5 separate regions of the Mus musculus genome follow, and regions 1, 2, 3 and 4 are each linked to region 5. The links are chromatin contacts, called in public promoter capture Hi-C maps. All regions are on one chromosome and are shown on one strand. Each heading gives the region's core, a stretch centred on a gene start, on an enhancer-like site or on the middle of the called end of the contact. The rest is flanking DNA. Distances are from core to core; before and after follow the strand shown.

Region 1 (2,700 bases), core at 161-2,660, 3.2 Mb before region 5:
GATGGTGGATCGGTCCACAACTGTTATATAAACATGGCCTGATCTGATCTGGTGAACTTGTCCAGAGAATCCATCAGCAGGGGTGAGGGGATGAGAGGCTAAGGAGAGGAGAAACCCTCTTTGAGGCCCTTGGTTTAGGCTGACTGGTTTTCACCTCTGATCAAGGGTGAGGAAGAAGCCTTTCATTATGTAGTCATGGCTCCCCCGCTCCCCCCCCCCCTTTGTCTGCCTATCAGGAGCTCTACTAGTCCCTCTCTAGAATTTTTATCTGTTGAGGAGTTTTTAAAAATTCTGTAGTCATTTTGTGGGGAGCAGTGAAGGGAGGCAGGAGAAACAGTCCAGCTTTGTGTGAAAGAAAAGCGAACTCAGGAAGTGAGGTGTCTGATGATTAACAAGTACACTTAAAGTTTAGACTTTACTGTGGTTGAGAGGTCACGAAAGCACTGAAAAGGGAGAGTCCAGAGTGCACCACACAGACAGGCTGAGCTGGGCCATGTGAGGAGAGGGGAGGGGAAGAGGAAGGCAGTAGAAGGGAGATAAGAGATGGTCTGCCAACTAAGGAGGGGATAGCCGGGGACAAGAGACTGGCCAAGAGGGTAAAGGATAGACCAAAAAACAAAACAAAACAACAACAACAAACCAAACAAACAAGGAAAACACCTAAAAAACAACAACCACAAACCAAACAAAAAGCAAGGCAAACCAAAAAAACATCCAGGTAACTTACATGATTGGATTTTATAGGGAAGAGCAGCCCAGCCTGTTGGCTGGAGGAGAATTTAGGGTACCAAACCAAATATGGCAGTCAGGCCCTGAAACGGGTAGGGAGTGAGGGATGCAGGGAGAACCAGGTAGCCAGCATTCAATTTCATATGTTAATGGAACTCAGCCCTTTGTCTCTGGTTTGAGACCTACTAAAGAGACTATTTCCAGCTTTTGTACTCAAGCTTGCATACTCTTCTCAATGACTAGAACATCTACAAGACATATATGTTAAAATTAGACTCTGCCTCCAGGTAGACAAAACACAAGCAGTCTTGTGGGTTTGGCTTGATATGACTAGCTGTTGCATCTGGAGAGCACTCTGGGTTGCCGTTCTGGTGCCATGAATATCGAGTGGCAGTATTTAATAAAGCCTCTTATTAAAACTTACCTGTGGTGGTGGTGAATCTCGGAGTGACCCCAGACCCATAACAGTCATAGGGAGACTCCGTCTCAAAGAGGCTCATTCACCTGAATGTGAACAACTGTCCCAAGATTGTGACAAAAATATAATAAGGAAAAATAATATTGGTGGTCCTACCGGCTCCTGCTGGTACTCAGTAGAAGAAGTTAGGCATTTGAGAACTATCGGGATATGCACTCTGACTCTCCTAACACAAAACAAAACAAAACAAAACAAGAAGGAAGGGAAAGCATTCCTGAGTCTCCTTTTGAATCAGTGCCAGCATTTGAAGAATGCAGTGGAGGTCAGAGTAAAGGGAATGCCAGTAAGTGTTCCTTTGGCGTTCCAGAACTGTGCACAGACCAGATATTCATTTCTACTGAGAGCCTCTGCCAGGAGCAGCTAACAATTCTCAAAGGACTTAGAACTCAGACAGGGTTTCAATTTGGTTGCGTATCTTTCCAGTCAGGAAAAGGAAATCTAAAGACTCAGGAAACAAAACCTAAACTGCCTCAAAGTCCAGGTGCTTTTTCTCCCTGACTTTAGTCTAGTGGAGTAGTGCAGCACCTATGCCTTTCTGAGAGGAGTCTGGAGAGCTGAGTCGCTGCTGGTGCTAGGATTCTAGGAATTCGCCTCACTTGGAGCTGCATGAGAAAGGTAAGCCAGATGCCCTCTAAAGAGATCCATGACCTTCACCGGACCCAGAACTTTTATAAGCCCTGCGAAGAGAAATCTGAGGGTGGAGATTTAAGCTGGAAGTTAGGAAAGGTGACCAAGAAGGTGACTGGGAAGGGGAGGTGGGCACACGGGCAAGGGAAGTACCTCTGCCTGGAGAGGTAAAATGTAGTTCAGTCAGGTTTGTCTGTGGGCAGGTAGGAGTTTCGGGTTATTTTCCTGTATCTTGTAACAAGCAGCCAGCCAGTTATTCACTTGTCCAGTGGATATTGCCTTTATGTGTTCTATTTCTTTCCATTTCAAGCCTCTTGGTTGTAAACAAAATTTCCTGTTTTATTAGGAGAAGGCTCTTAACTTATTGGAGGTCAGAGGCACCTCTTGTACTTTTGTAAAACAAACAAACAACCCCGTTAATTTTAGACACAAAGAGGCCGAAAGTACAGCGACTCCTCATGACTGAGTAATCAGACTTTGACAGCTGGCAGTTGGAACCAGTACCTGGGAGGTCTCACACATACGTTCAAGAGTAACTTGGCCCAGATAGCTCACCTCCAAGGGCCACTCTCAAAAGACAGTTATAGCTATAAACCATATTATTTAACAAGCAAGTGGAGTACCCGCATATCTATAGACAAAGCAGGAGCGTTAAGGCCAGTAATTGTTCTTATCGGTTTTAGTTAGACACACATTCCCTTTTAAGAGGGTGTTTTGAGAGTCTGCTTGCCTCTTTCTTGCAGCATATTTTATTAACCTTTTACGAATATCATTTCTGGTCTAGTGACTGCTATTACCTTATGCCTCTGCTTGTTATCCCCCTGGCCAGAGTCTATACCATTTGTACAGGGTGCTTTAAGCCAGGA
Region 2 (2,700 bases), core at 69-2,568, 3.5 Mb after region 5:
TAGAAATCAGAAAAGGTCTTTTTAAATTGACCATTTATATTCCCTGTCCTTCTAATATCCTACTTGAACATTTCACCAATAATTGAAAAACACCATTTGGCATTTTAAAAATCTATTCATAGAAACTCTTTTATGTAAGGGGTACAATGTGTCTGCCATCTGTTTTGTCCAGTTCTCTCCCATTTGTCTATTCTTTTCTTTAAAAAAAATTTATTGCCATGACAGTCAGAAATTTCAGAATATTAAGTAGACCAGTGTTCTTTAATGTTGCAGATACCGTGCCTGAAACTTCTGCTTCATTAAATTTTACTACTTTAGTTTTTTGAAACAAGGCTTAGTTATAAAGCTTAGGGTAGCCTGGAACTTGCAATCCTCCTGTTTCAACCTCCTGAGGGCTGGGTAGATAGGCATGGTGATCCAAGCACTGGGGAGACTGAGGCAGGAGGGTCTGGAATCCAAGTGTGAGGCTCTTATGAATTACGTAGTGAGATTCTCTTAAATATCAACTAAACAGGCACAAACACTCCCAAATTAAATCTTTATCAGACTTAAAAAAAATCTCTCATTGGTTCGTTCCCTTTATATAAATGAAACTGTAGATTCTATCCGACATTACTTACTTACCTGTTTGTCTGAGACTTTACAATAGCATTAGGGACAATTCAGTGGTTGTGTGTTTGTACATATGTATTATATACACTAAAAATAATTTACATAACCCACGACCTCACCCAGGATAACTAAACGCCCTATTATATTATTGAACTCTATACTCTTTCCCTAAGGTTTGTCTGTCAGTAAGTGAAATTCAAACATCTCACTAAAGGAAGAAGTATATATAAAATAGGGAGACAAGGCGAGCAAAAACCTCTGGGCTAGGTGTAAGGCTCGGCAGCCAAACGACCCCTGTGGTCGTACAGAGGGTTTCAAAGGCTGGACTCTTCCACCTAAAATGACCGTTCTTATAGCAGAGAATGGAAGGCCGGCAGGGCAGTGGGAACAAAGGGTCTCAGCGGACGAGTTGCCTCTCCCGGAGGTGCGGGTTATCCGGAAGGCTACAAAAGCTGCTGTCAGACCTGCACAACAAACAAGAAAGTGACACCCACAGGGCCTAGGGGCAGCAGCGGCGCAGCAGGGCGCACCGCAGAGCGCTCAACTGTGCACAAGGGCGCAGAGCGGCGCACAGCAGGAGCAGGATTGGCCCCAAAGCGGAGGGTAGGCGGGGCCTATGGAGGCGGACACCGGGAATTGGTTTTCGCGCGGAGCGTGGGCGGAGCCTCTGAAAAGGGCTCTCGCACTCGCGCAGGCGCAGTAGGGCAGTGGGCGGGGTCTCGTTGAGCCCGGAAGGCAGTAGGAGGCTGGGCGCCCGGCATGCGGGTGCTGGAGCCCGGTGGGCGCGGCCGCGAGAGCTGCTGACTACGTCGTGGGATCGGGAGCCGGTGGCGGCGCGCGGAGCAGGTGAGCGCGGGAGACGGTGCTGGCAGCTTCGGCGGGCGCTTCCAGCTCGGCCTGGCCGAGCGGGCTCCGAGATGCGTGGTGCCCAGGCCTCGGTCGGCAGACAGCAAGCCGCAGTGTGGGCTCAGGGCAAGAGGCCCCGGAAAGAAGGGGTGTGGGGCGGCCACCCGAAGCTGCGGACCCTCCGGTGCCTCGGCGCAGTATTCGTGGCGCGGTCCGGAGTTCTCGGGCTTCGGACGTGTCCGAGTCTCGGTGCCGCTCCTGACTGCGTCCCAGGCGGCCCTTGGCCCAAATACCCCGGAGAGGTACCTACAAGTACCTACCTACACGTACCTCCAGGGGTTGTAGGAGGCCGAGCTAACCTCGCTCGGTGGTCGGGAGCTCTTGAGAGCAGCTCACTGCAGCATCCTTGCTGGCTGTGGCTACTTCCTTCGTGGAGGTTGGCTTTAGGGACAGATTTATTCCTGAATCGCTCTAGTGTTGCAATAAGCTCAACTCGAGTTGCTTAATGAAGGAGCCTGTTATCTTACAGCGGGCAGAGTGGGATTCTATAGTCTCTTCCTAGAATTCTGTTGTTTTTCTCATGCAAAGGCTGACTTGGAGACCTGTCTCAGGTATAGAATGAATTGGTTCAATGAAACCCAGCGAAATTACGCTGTACTCAAGGTGGAAGATGGTGGGACAGGTAACTTGAGTTGTTTTGCTGTTTAACCATCTAACGTTGCATTCAATCTGTCACCTGTAACAGCGAGTAAACACAAGTCTGAAAATTTGAAAATTGCCTTGTACTGCAACCAATGCTCATGTAAATGTCATTGTGGGCGGTGTTAGTGTCTGGTGACGTCATCATAATTAGATTAGATAAGCACCGTTTCTGAAATACCGAATGGATTTTGGAAATACAGTATATAGTAAAATCATCGTTAGTGATCTGGGGGTTGTTATTCCATATAAGGTTTTCTGCTAAAAGCAGACCTGTGCAGGTCATGGTGAGGCTTAGGACAGAGTGGTGGGGTCAGAACACAGGTGTGAAACAAGTGGTAATATGAAGGTATAATAACAAGGTATAATATGAATTATATTGATCACAACCAAAGTAAATTAAGAAAAAACCCTGTTGGGCCAAGAGAGCAACTCCAATGAGCTTTGAAAGTACTGAACTTGAAGTGTGTAAGATCACAAGCCACAAGACTGTTGGAACTTCCGGTCAAACACACAAACAAAAAAACAAACTTGTAGTGGAAT
Region 3 (2,700 bases), core at 198-2,697, 3.7 Mb after region 5:
GGGTTGGCTCAGAAGATTGGGAAAGTCACCCTATTGTTCTGGAAAAGGTAAGCAGTTAGATTGTCTTAGGAAGCTGAAAATGAAAATCTGTCAGCTCCGTAGTGTGAATATCCAGATATAGAAAGGGAAGGAAGGGGCCATGAGGGGGAATAGAGGGATTGGGATGTGTTTGCAGAGAACACACACAGTTTAGACTCACTGTGTGCCTAAACGTGGGCTTGAGAGCAGTACTCTCTTAAGAGATGTGCCCTTGGACCACCCAGAGAGAGTCACTTTAGTTGATGTATTAGGGTCACTAAGACCCTGATGGGACTTGCATTTCCCAAGTCCTTCTGGAAATGCCTGTTGTCAATACCGCCACCGTGTGGCTGTAAGTTGCAAGGACAACGATGGTAGATTCCTGAAAACTCGAGGTCATCCTTTAGACTGCGAACATGATTTTTTTTCCCTTACATATTTTGGATTTCTTAACCCACTTTTGGTTTTTGAAAAGAGTGGAGAAGGACCTTCGTTTTATTTTTTTCCTTGAGCCAAGGCCTCCTGTAGCTTCCGGTGGTCTTGACTTTTGCTATAAAGCCAGGGATGACCTTGAACTCCTGATCTGCCTGTACCTCCTAAATTCTGGAATTACAGGCACGTGTCAGCTCGCCTGTCTTAGGCCGTGTTGAAGAATCAAACCCAAGGGCTTCCCGGACGCTGAATTCTACCAACTGATCTACATCTCCAGTCCCTCTTCCCCACCAGGTTTAGAATCAGTCTTAATTATTTCTCAGCGGACAGTTGGTTCTCCCTCCTGGCTATACATTAGAATCACTTCGGGGAACCATATAAACTCTGGACGTGTGGGCCCCACTTTAGAGATCTTGACTTAATTAACCTGGAGGCCCATAGATCGTTTTCAAGGCTTTTCAGCTTATCTAAAGTTGAAGCAAGAGTTGTGCCTCATGTCCTTATGTAATCTTTTATCTCTGTAGCCACAAACCCTTTATTAACCAGTCTTATCAGTGTCTAACAGGAGCCCAAACTGCCTATCTAGACTGAGCTTCGTCAGGCAGGCATCTCAGTTCTTCGTAGACCTTTGAAAATATTCAAGGAGAAGGTGAAATGTTATCAAGAAATGCTTATTGGGGTTGCCCCGTGCAGACAGTTCCTGAAAAAGGCTCGCAGTCAGGGCGTGAGGGGGAGCTGTAGGGAGCGCAGGCATCCAGTGATAATAAGGCAGCCCCGGCCTCACTTTCACTTGCAACCGCAAATGTGTGTATTTCTAGCTTCTCGGGGATCAAAGAAACACCATGGTGACTGAGCGACTATCAGGCGGAGCGTCCAGGAAGTGTCAAAGCGCCTGCTACAAAGTAGCCGCAGCAAGTCCGGGTCCGGTGGGAGTGGAGGCGGGAAGAAGCCCCGCCCCGTGGGCGGAGCTAACGATAGAGCGCGGCGTGGACCCGCCTTCCCGGCGCGCCAGGTGGTGTTGTCCCGCCCCGCTGGGAGGCCATCGACTGCGTCAGTTCGATTGGTCAGCCTGGCTGCGCTAACGGTCGCGTAGGCGGGGCTTAGGCCGCGGGGGCGAGCGCGGTGGAAGCCACGGGCTGTGACCGAGGTGAGTGGCGCTTGGGGTCGCCGAGGACTTTACGTGGGCCCCCTTCAGGTGCACGCCCAAAGGTGGCTTCTCCGGAATCCGGAGCGTCCCACTCACCAGCCAGGGCCCTCAGAATGGAGTCGCCCCGGCTCCTACGCGCTAGCTAGGAAATGCGCGTGCAGGTGTGGGCGTGGACCTCCCTGCGGGGAGCCCGCCCGTCGCTTTGTGTCCCTCGCTCCTCACTCAACCTCTTCTCCCAGCCGAGTGTTGAAGGTGTGCGACCTGGTAGAGGAAGCAGGAACTGAGCTTAGACTCCTACATGGAATCGGCTGGGTTCCGGGCTAGCTCCAGTTCTCTTTGCGGCGCTGTCAGGTGATAGCGATTTGGAGCCAAGTGGGAGATCGCGGAGTAAAGGGTAGGCGAGTACCCCTCCTGTCAGACTCATTACAAATTTAAGGACTCCGCCTTTATGTGGGTCCACGTTGATTAATGTGAAAAACACAGCAAAGCCTAATCAAGGTTCCCACTATTATCAACTAATCAATAATTGTTCACGCCACGGTGCAGACGTAGAGAAAGAGGACAACCTTGGGCGTCGGTCATTGCCTCTACCTTGTTTGAGACAAGGTCTTTTGTTTTTCTGCATACTGTAGGGGATGGAGGGGAGAGCTGCAGAGTCCGATCTCCCTACAGGAGGCCCGGGGTTACAGAATTCTCGCCTCCTGTGGATTCTGAGGATTGCTTCTCAAGCTTTCTTGGGACAAGTGCCTTTACCCACTGAGCTGTCTCTCTAGCCTGCCACTTTATTTTGTAATCATATCAGCGCTGCAGGCATTGGTTTCAATCTTGTGCATTGCATGGATTTTTGTAAATAGTAAATAGCTAGTAAATGGTAAACCGTGAAGAGCAAGTTGCAATGTTGTTGGAATTGAATTGTTGATTCACGTTAAGGCAAGGTTTCATGCAGGCCGTCTGAGGACGACATTGAATTCCTGATCCTCCAACCTCTGAAATGCTGGGGTTACAGCTAAACACCACCACACCCAGCTATTATATTTATGGGGGTTTTGTTTTTTTTTTTTTTTTGTTTTTGTTTTTTGTTTTTTGAGGCAAGATTTCTTTAT
Region 4 (2,700 bases), core at 20-2,519, 3.1 Mb after region 5:
TTGCTGACCTGCAGCAGCAAAAGATGGAGACACAAAATGAGCACGGCAGGTGGGGGCTTAACTCTCCAGCAGGTAAACTACAGGTGTTATATAGATTTAAGTATTATCAACAGGTTCTGTGGAATGGAGATGTTATTTTATTTTATATTTATTGATACTGTGTCAAATTAAAAATGCAAAGAGAATTAAGGAATCAAAAATAATAGAAGCCCAGCTATTCTCCACACTAGATATAGTTCACATTTTAAAAAGTTTCAACTAATTCTTGCAATTGGTTGCGCTACAGTATGCGATTATGTGATTATTCATGTCAATTATGTAAAAATCTCATTACTGAGAGAAAATTTGTTTTTACTGACAGAATAGTAAAAATGGATCTTTGAAAACTATCTGACTTTTTGTATATGAAAAACTGAGGCCTATAAATCTCCCAAGAGCCAGGCACTACCTAATGAAAACTCACCCTTACTTCTCTCAGGCTATACAATTCCTTTCTGGAAACCTAGGCTTTTCTCCAACTAGAGGTTTATAAGGAGCTAAGGGCAACTTCCATTTGTTTCATAGCATTATCTTTTTAAAAGGTGTGTGAAATCGATACACAATGTATTTGCACTTTTCCTGGCAATCATTTTTTTGAAATTCAACTAATTTATTAAAGAGCTATTTTGGCATAGCAGATAGAGCACTGGGCTTCCAGGGCGTATTCTCCCCTGAGCCCAGATCTTAACAACACTACTTACTATGCCATCTTGGCCAGTAAACCTGAGTTCTTTGAGTCTTACATTTCCAATCAATAAAACGGAGACGACTCCTACGTGATGTGGCAGTACCACCAACTGAAGGTACATAGCCAAACAAACGACCCGGTGGATGCTCTTTGAAGGGTAATCACCCGACTGCCTCCGGGAGCCTCCAGAACCAAGATCTCAGGGCTCCTCGGAGCCTCAAAGGCGGGAGCCGCGCCCACATCTTTTCCGCCTCGGTCGGTTTCACCCAAGACCCAGACACCGCTCTGGGCCCCGTTCCGGAGCCCGCTGGAGTACACAGTTTTAGAGCTTTCTTTTCTCTGCCAGAGGCTCACGCTGTTCGGATAGCGCTTCCGGGCCCCTCCACTGCTGCCGACGTTCAGCAGGAATCCAGCACTGCGCTCCATCTTCTTGCCTTTCTGAAACTGACCGAAGGTGAGCAGCCCAGACCGCCGCTAGTCACCGCCCAACTCTGGCCACAGCAATACACTCCATCAGCCAGCTCAGCAGCGGGAGACGCGGAAGTCCGCGTTACCTAGGAAACTGGGGCGGGACCATGCACGGACCGCCTTACGGAGGGTGTGCGCAGGCGCAGAGCCTGGCTCCGAGTACCGCGAGAGTCGCTTCCCGGAAGTTCCACGTCAGTGGGTTGGCCGGTCCACGGGTCGGTGGGTTCCTGAGTGTGTCGCCTTGAGCCTGTGACGGGCAGGGGCTCGCTCGGACAGTCGGAGCCATGGTAAGTCGGGCCTCAGGGGACAGAGAGTGGAGCCCACCGGCTGCGGCGGGTTCCCGGGGCTTCTTGGCTAGGAGCAGTAGCTAGAAGCGGTCTGCGCTGCTACTGCTGCGGCCTGACGGGGTCCTCCTGTCCCGTTGGCGTCCTGGGAGGAAGAAGGCCAGACCGGGAGGCTGCCGTGGTGACACAGTAGTGTAACTGGGTACCCGCGAAGGAGCGGCGCCCCCGACTCTCAGGGCGGTCAGGGCGCCTGTCAGTGCCCTTGCAGTCTGCACCGGGTCCGGTAGTGCAAGTAAATGCTAGAGTCAGGACTCGGATGCCAAAGGCAACTTTGACCAAGTCACTTTATTCTGTCATTGAGGGTGGTGCTTGCTAACCCACCTTCCAGGTTGCGTGAGGTGTTTGGTAGTGTGCAGGCACCACATTGCAAACTTAAGCAGAGGAAAACCAGAACTAAACAAAGTTAAATGTATATGGAGCCAGAGGTGAAATTTCAAATGCTATGGCAGCCCAGCTCGTCGTTTTCTAGTTGATGTTGATTGGGCCTTCTGTGCACACAGAGGATGACCTTTTTGGGGAAGGCCCTGAGATCTGCCTAACTTAGTTTTGAGACATATTTTTAATAGTCAATTAAAAATTGACTTTCCTTCTTCAATGTTTGTGAGTTCCATACCCACACATTGAACCAGCTTTCGGTGGAAGACATTTGAGGAAAACTGTTGTGTGAACATGTGCTGTCATAGTATACAACGACTCTTTACAACTTTGACCCCTGTATCGGTGTTCTAACTAATCTAGAGATGACCAGGAGTGATGGGTAAATTATAAGCACTTAAATAACTGAACGTGAGCGTTTTGATTTGGTGGAGGATACTGGAACCATGTGCAGAGATACTAAAAGATGGCTGTATTTTAAGTCTCGAGTAAAAAGTACAAAACATGACTTTATTTATTTGCTCACTCACCATAGGAGCATTTCACTGTCCTGCATTTTGCTAAACATTTACCAGCTGATTGTCACCGCAGCCTGTGGATAATTATGAGTAATGTTTATGGTGGTTACTATAAGCCGTGCTCTGCTCTAACTGAACTCTGATTTTAATTCTCAGAATGCTAAGAGAGATATTATTATTATCCCTGTTATACAAGTCAAACCTTGGGTGTTAATTAAACTTACTACCATGTGTCTGACATGAGCGCTGCAGCTGAGGCTTCTAGCAA
Region 5 (2,700 bases), core at 149-2,648:
GGAAGCTGACTTACAGTAAAGGTCTGGTGTAAGGACAACCAGAACTGGGCCCTCCCATAGTTCTGAAGAATGTCTAGTAAGACCTTTACTACTTGCTAAGTAAATCTGGGGCAATCATTCAGCAAAATGGCAAAAATTTAAAAATTAACAAATAAATAAACGTCAGCCTTATTAGAAAGAGAGCAAGTTTGGTTTGTTTCTCAAACCAAACAGCAAATGCAAACAGATAATCATACACTTTACGTTCCGAGACTCTTTAAATGTTATCCAACTCCTTATCTCTGCATCTCAAGCCTCGCCACTGGTTTATGGCAGTACTTAGGCATCTTTAATACCGAGATGGGGACGAGAATCTCCAAGCAAAATAATCCAAAATAGATAAGTAAATAAATGGGATTAAACACGCTGGCCAAAATGGCAACTAACACCAATTGTTAACCCAACCTTACTAACGCTTAATTACAGTTCAACGGTTTCCCAAGCAATGCACAGGGCTCCCTATAAACTCACATGTAAGGGCATTTGGGCAATTTCCACGTCTACCGTAGTTTCCCTTTCCAATGGAAACCCCACATACTGCTTGAGACCCTGAGTCTGCGGCCCTCAAGAGGGATGTTGTTCACTTTTCACTTCCCGGGAAGTGGGAGGAAAATCACATGGGAAGTGTGGCTCTAACCCTGAGGCTCAGAGAGCGGCTCCCTCCGCACGTCCCAACCCCAGGCCCTCCACTGGCGGGTCTCTCGCACACCCTTGCAACCCGTCCAGCCTAATTTCCTGGACGGCAAGGAGAGAAACCGTGTAAGGCCAGGAACGAGTAAGAGCCAAAGTAAAGAAGGGAGGACGAGGGGGGAAGAAACAGGCATCTAAGACCGGGAACCTTCCCGCCTCTCCCAGCCTCTAGCCCGCAGCCTCCGAGAGCAGCAAGGGGTGATACAAGGACGCCGGACCACCTCGGAACCACTGCTCTGACCCACAAAGCCGAACGAGGTGACCAGCCCCGCTCGCCACCAGGCACGCTGGTGTGGGGCTGAATCCCAGTCGGGACGGACGCGCGCTCGGGCCTCTCAACCTGCGCACCTTGGTGCAGCGGTGCCAGGCCCACTGTGGCCAACAGGCCTCAGCCCCTCGCCCCAGGAAACCCTCGAAGGCCAGAGGCTTCTGTAGGCCCTCGACCACGGTGAGAGACCCCCCTGACTGACGGAGATCTCTAAGAAACTACCTTTGAACTGGCCTTCTGAGATCCGCCTGGCGTTTTGTCGGCCATCTTGAGCTTTGCTCCTCCTTCAGCGGAGGCAGCAGCGCGGGTGAGTCGAGCACCGAGAGAACAGATAGCAGCCGAGCGCGCCAGAAAGGCTGCCAGGCCGAATAGCCGAACGCCGAGACGGAGACCTCCGCGGCGCCGGGGCCGCGTGACTTCCGCGTCGAGGCGCTTTTACGCGCCCCGCCCACCCCGCTCGCCTTCCGGTGAATTGCGGCGCCCAGTCACGTCACGCGCCTGCGGAATTTAGGGACTCTCCTTGACCCGACTTTCAAGGCCAACTGATAATTCAGTCATTTTCCTCCCAGAGCCAACCGGCGTTAGATGCGAGCGGGTTCTACTTCCTGAGGGGGGAAGGAAGCTGCTCTTTTAAAGCAACTGCAGTAGCCACGTGAGCCGAGCGTCTCACCTCAGCTGATGAGGCAGTTCGTCGAGACACTTTGCCGCACGATCCCCCAGGGGGCACAGGCCTTGGTGGCAAGGCAAATTTGCAATCTGCTCACGTTAAAAAATGGTGAGCAGTGACTTCAGAGTTGAGAAAAAACAGGGAAATAGGATAAAAACTGTTTAGGACGTCGGAGCATGGTACCTGCATAGACTGGGCATGGAGTTGGGGAGGGATGGATCGTAATATAGACGCTGTTCTAAAACGAGCATGTTTATTGTTACTGTGCAGTACAGGCACGCCCTAGCAACTGTGGGGAGGTTAAAGGACAGTTTGAAGGAGTTGGTGGGATTTGGGGATCGAAATGAGGTTGGCAGGTTTGCTCAGCAAGTGCCTTTTTCCCTCTGAGACTTCTGGCTACCCGCACCTATTTCTTTGAAGCATAGTCGCAAAAGTTGTGTAGCAGAAGATAGCCTTGAACTGCTGATTTTCCCGCCTCAGGTCCTGGGAATTAGTCTTGGGCCACCATGTCTAAGCTTTTTGTTAATTGAAGGGAAGCGGGGAATGAGTAAGTTTGGTTTGATTTGGGTTTTTCCAGTTTGTCGGCATTCCACCCCTGGCTGTCCCTGTGCTGTAGACCAGGCTGACCTCAAACTCGGAGATCTGTCTCCCAAGTGCTGGGAGAAAACGTGTGTGCCATCACCTAGATTTCAGTTACAGATAAGGGTCAGACCTAGAGAAGAGGCTCAGAATTGGAGATGTGTGACAGGACCTGAGAATGGAAATAAATTCATTTGGGCTGGAGGGCACAGAACCGTATTATACTGTACTTTCATGCATAGCAACCGTTACTTTCTGATCGTTGGCTTCCTGTTACTACGGTTTCTATCTCTGGTACCTGGCTTATTTATACCTCATCGCCTACCACCAGATTTTATTGATATTTATTTATTTATTTATTTTGGTTTTTTCAAGACAGGGTTTCTCTGTGTAGTCCTGGCTGTCCTGGAACTCACTCTATAGACCAGGCTGGCCTCGAACTCAGAAATCTGCCTGC

What was found. Promoter capture Hi-C pulls out the DNA fragments that hold promoters and counts their contacts.
Region 1: a contact with region 5 is called in a promoter capture Hi-C map of the HPC-7 cell line. The contact joins the promoter of Plscr2 here to the promoter of U2surp in region 5. A contact is called at or near these places in 2 of 39 promoter capture datasets (the HPC-7 cell line and cranial neural crest).
Region 2: a contact with region 5 is called in a promoter capture Hi-C map of pre-B cells, with 6 times the contacts expected there. The contact joins the promoter of Faim here to the promoter of U2surp in region 5. A contact is called at or near these places in 1 of 39 promoter capture datasets (pre-B cells) and 2 of 484 Hi-C or Micro-C datasets (CD4 T cells and CD8 T cells).
Region 3: a contact with region 5 is called in a promoter capture Hi-C map of pre-B cells, with 4 times the contacts expected there. The contact joins the promoter of Cep70 here to the promoter of U2surp in region 5. A contact is called at or near these places in 2 of 39 promoter capture datasets (erythroid cells and pre-B cells) and 1 of 484 Hi-C or Micro-C datasets (CD4 T cells).
Region 4: a promoter capture Hi-C map of pre-B cells shows a contact between it and region 5. The contact joins the promoter of 4930579K19Rik here to the promoter of U2surp in region 5. A contact is called at or near these places in 1 of 39 promoter capture datasets (pre-B cells) and 1 of 484 Hi-C or Micro-C datasets (CD4 T cells).

Annotation. Positions count from the first base shown.
Region 1 is chr9:92,274,192-92,276,891 of GRCm38.p6, forward strand. It overlaps Plscr2 (phospholipid scramblase 2), which reads left to right and starts at 1,411. Exons shown (of 8, transcript NM_008880.3): 1 at 1,411-1,822.
Region 2 is chr9:98,985,055-98,987,754 of GRCm38.p6, forward strand. Faim (Fas apoptotic inhibitory molecule) reads left to right here and starts at 1,319. Exons shown (of 5, transcript NM_011810.3): 1 at 1,319-1,458.
Region 3 is chr9:99,241,894-99,244,593 of GRCm38.p6, forward strand. It overlaps Cep70 (centrosomal protein 70), which reads left to right and starts at 1,448. Exons shown (of 18, transcript NM_023873.4): 1 at 1,448-1,597.
Region 4 is chr9:98,562,342-98,565,041 of GRCm38.p6, forward strand. It overlaps 4930579K19Rik (RIKEN cDNA 4930579K19 gene), which reads right to left and starts at 1,270. Exons shown (of 1, transcript NR_029444.1): 1 at 119-1,270. Copb2 (coatomer protein complex, subunit beta 2 (beta prime)) reads left to right here and starts at 1,390. Exons shown (of 22, transcript NM_015827.2): 1 at 1,390-1,482. The coding sequence starts at 1,480.
Region 5 is chr9:95,510,598-95,513,297 of GRCm38.p6, forward strand. U2surp (U2 snRNP-associated SURP domain containing) reads right to left here and starts at 1,399. Exons shown (of 28, transcript NM_001357974.1): 1 at 1,220-1,399. The coding sequence starts at 1,264.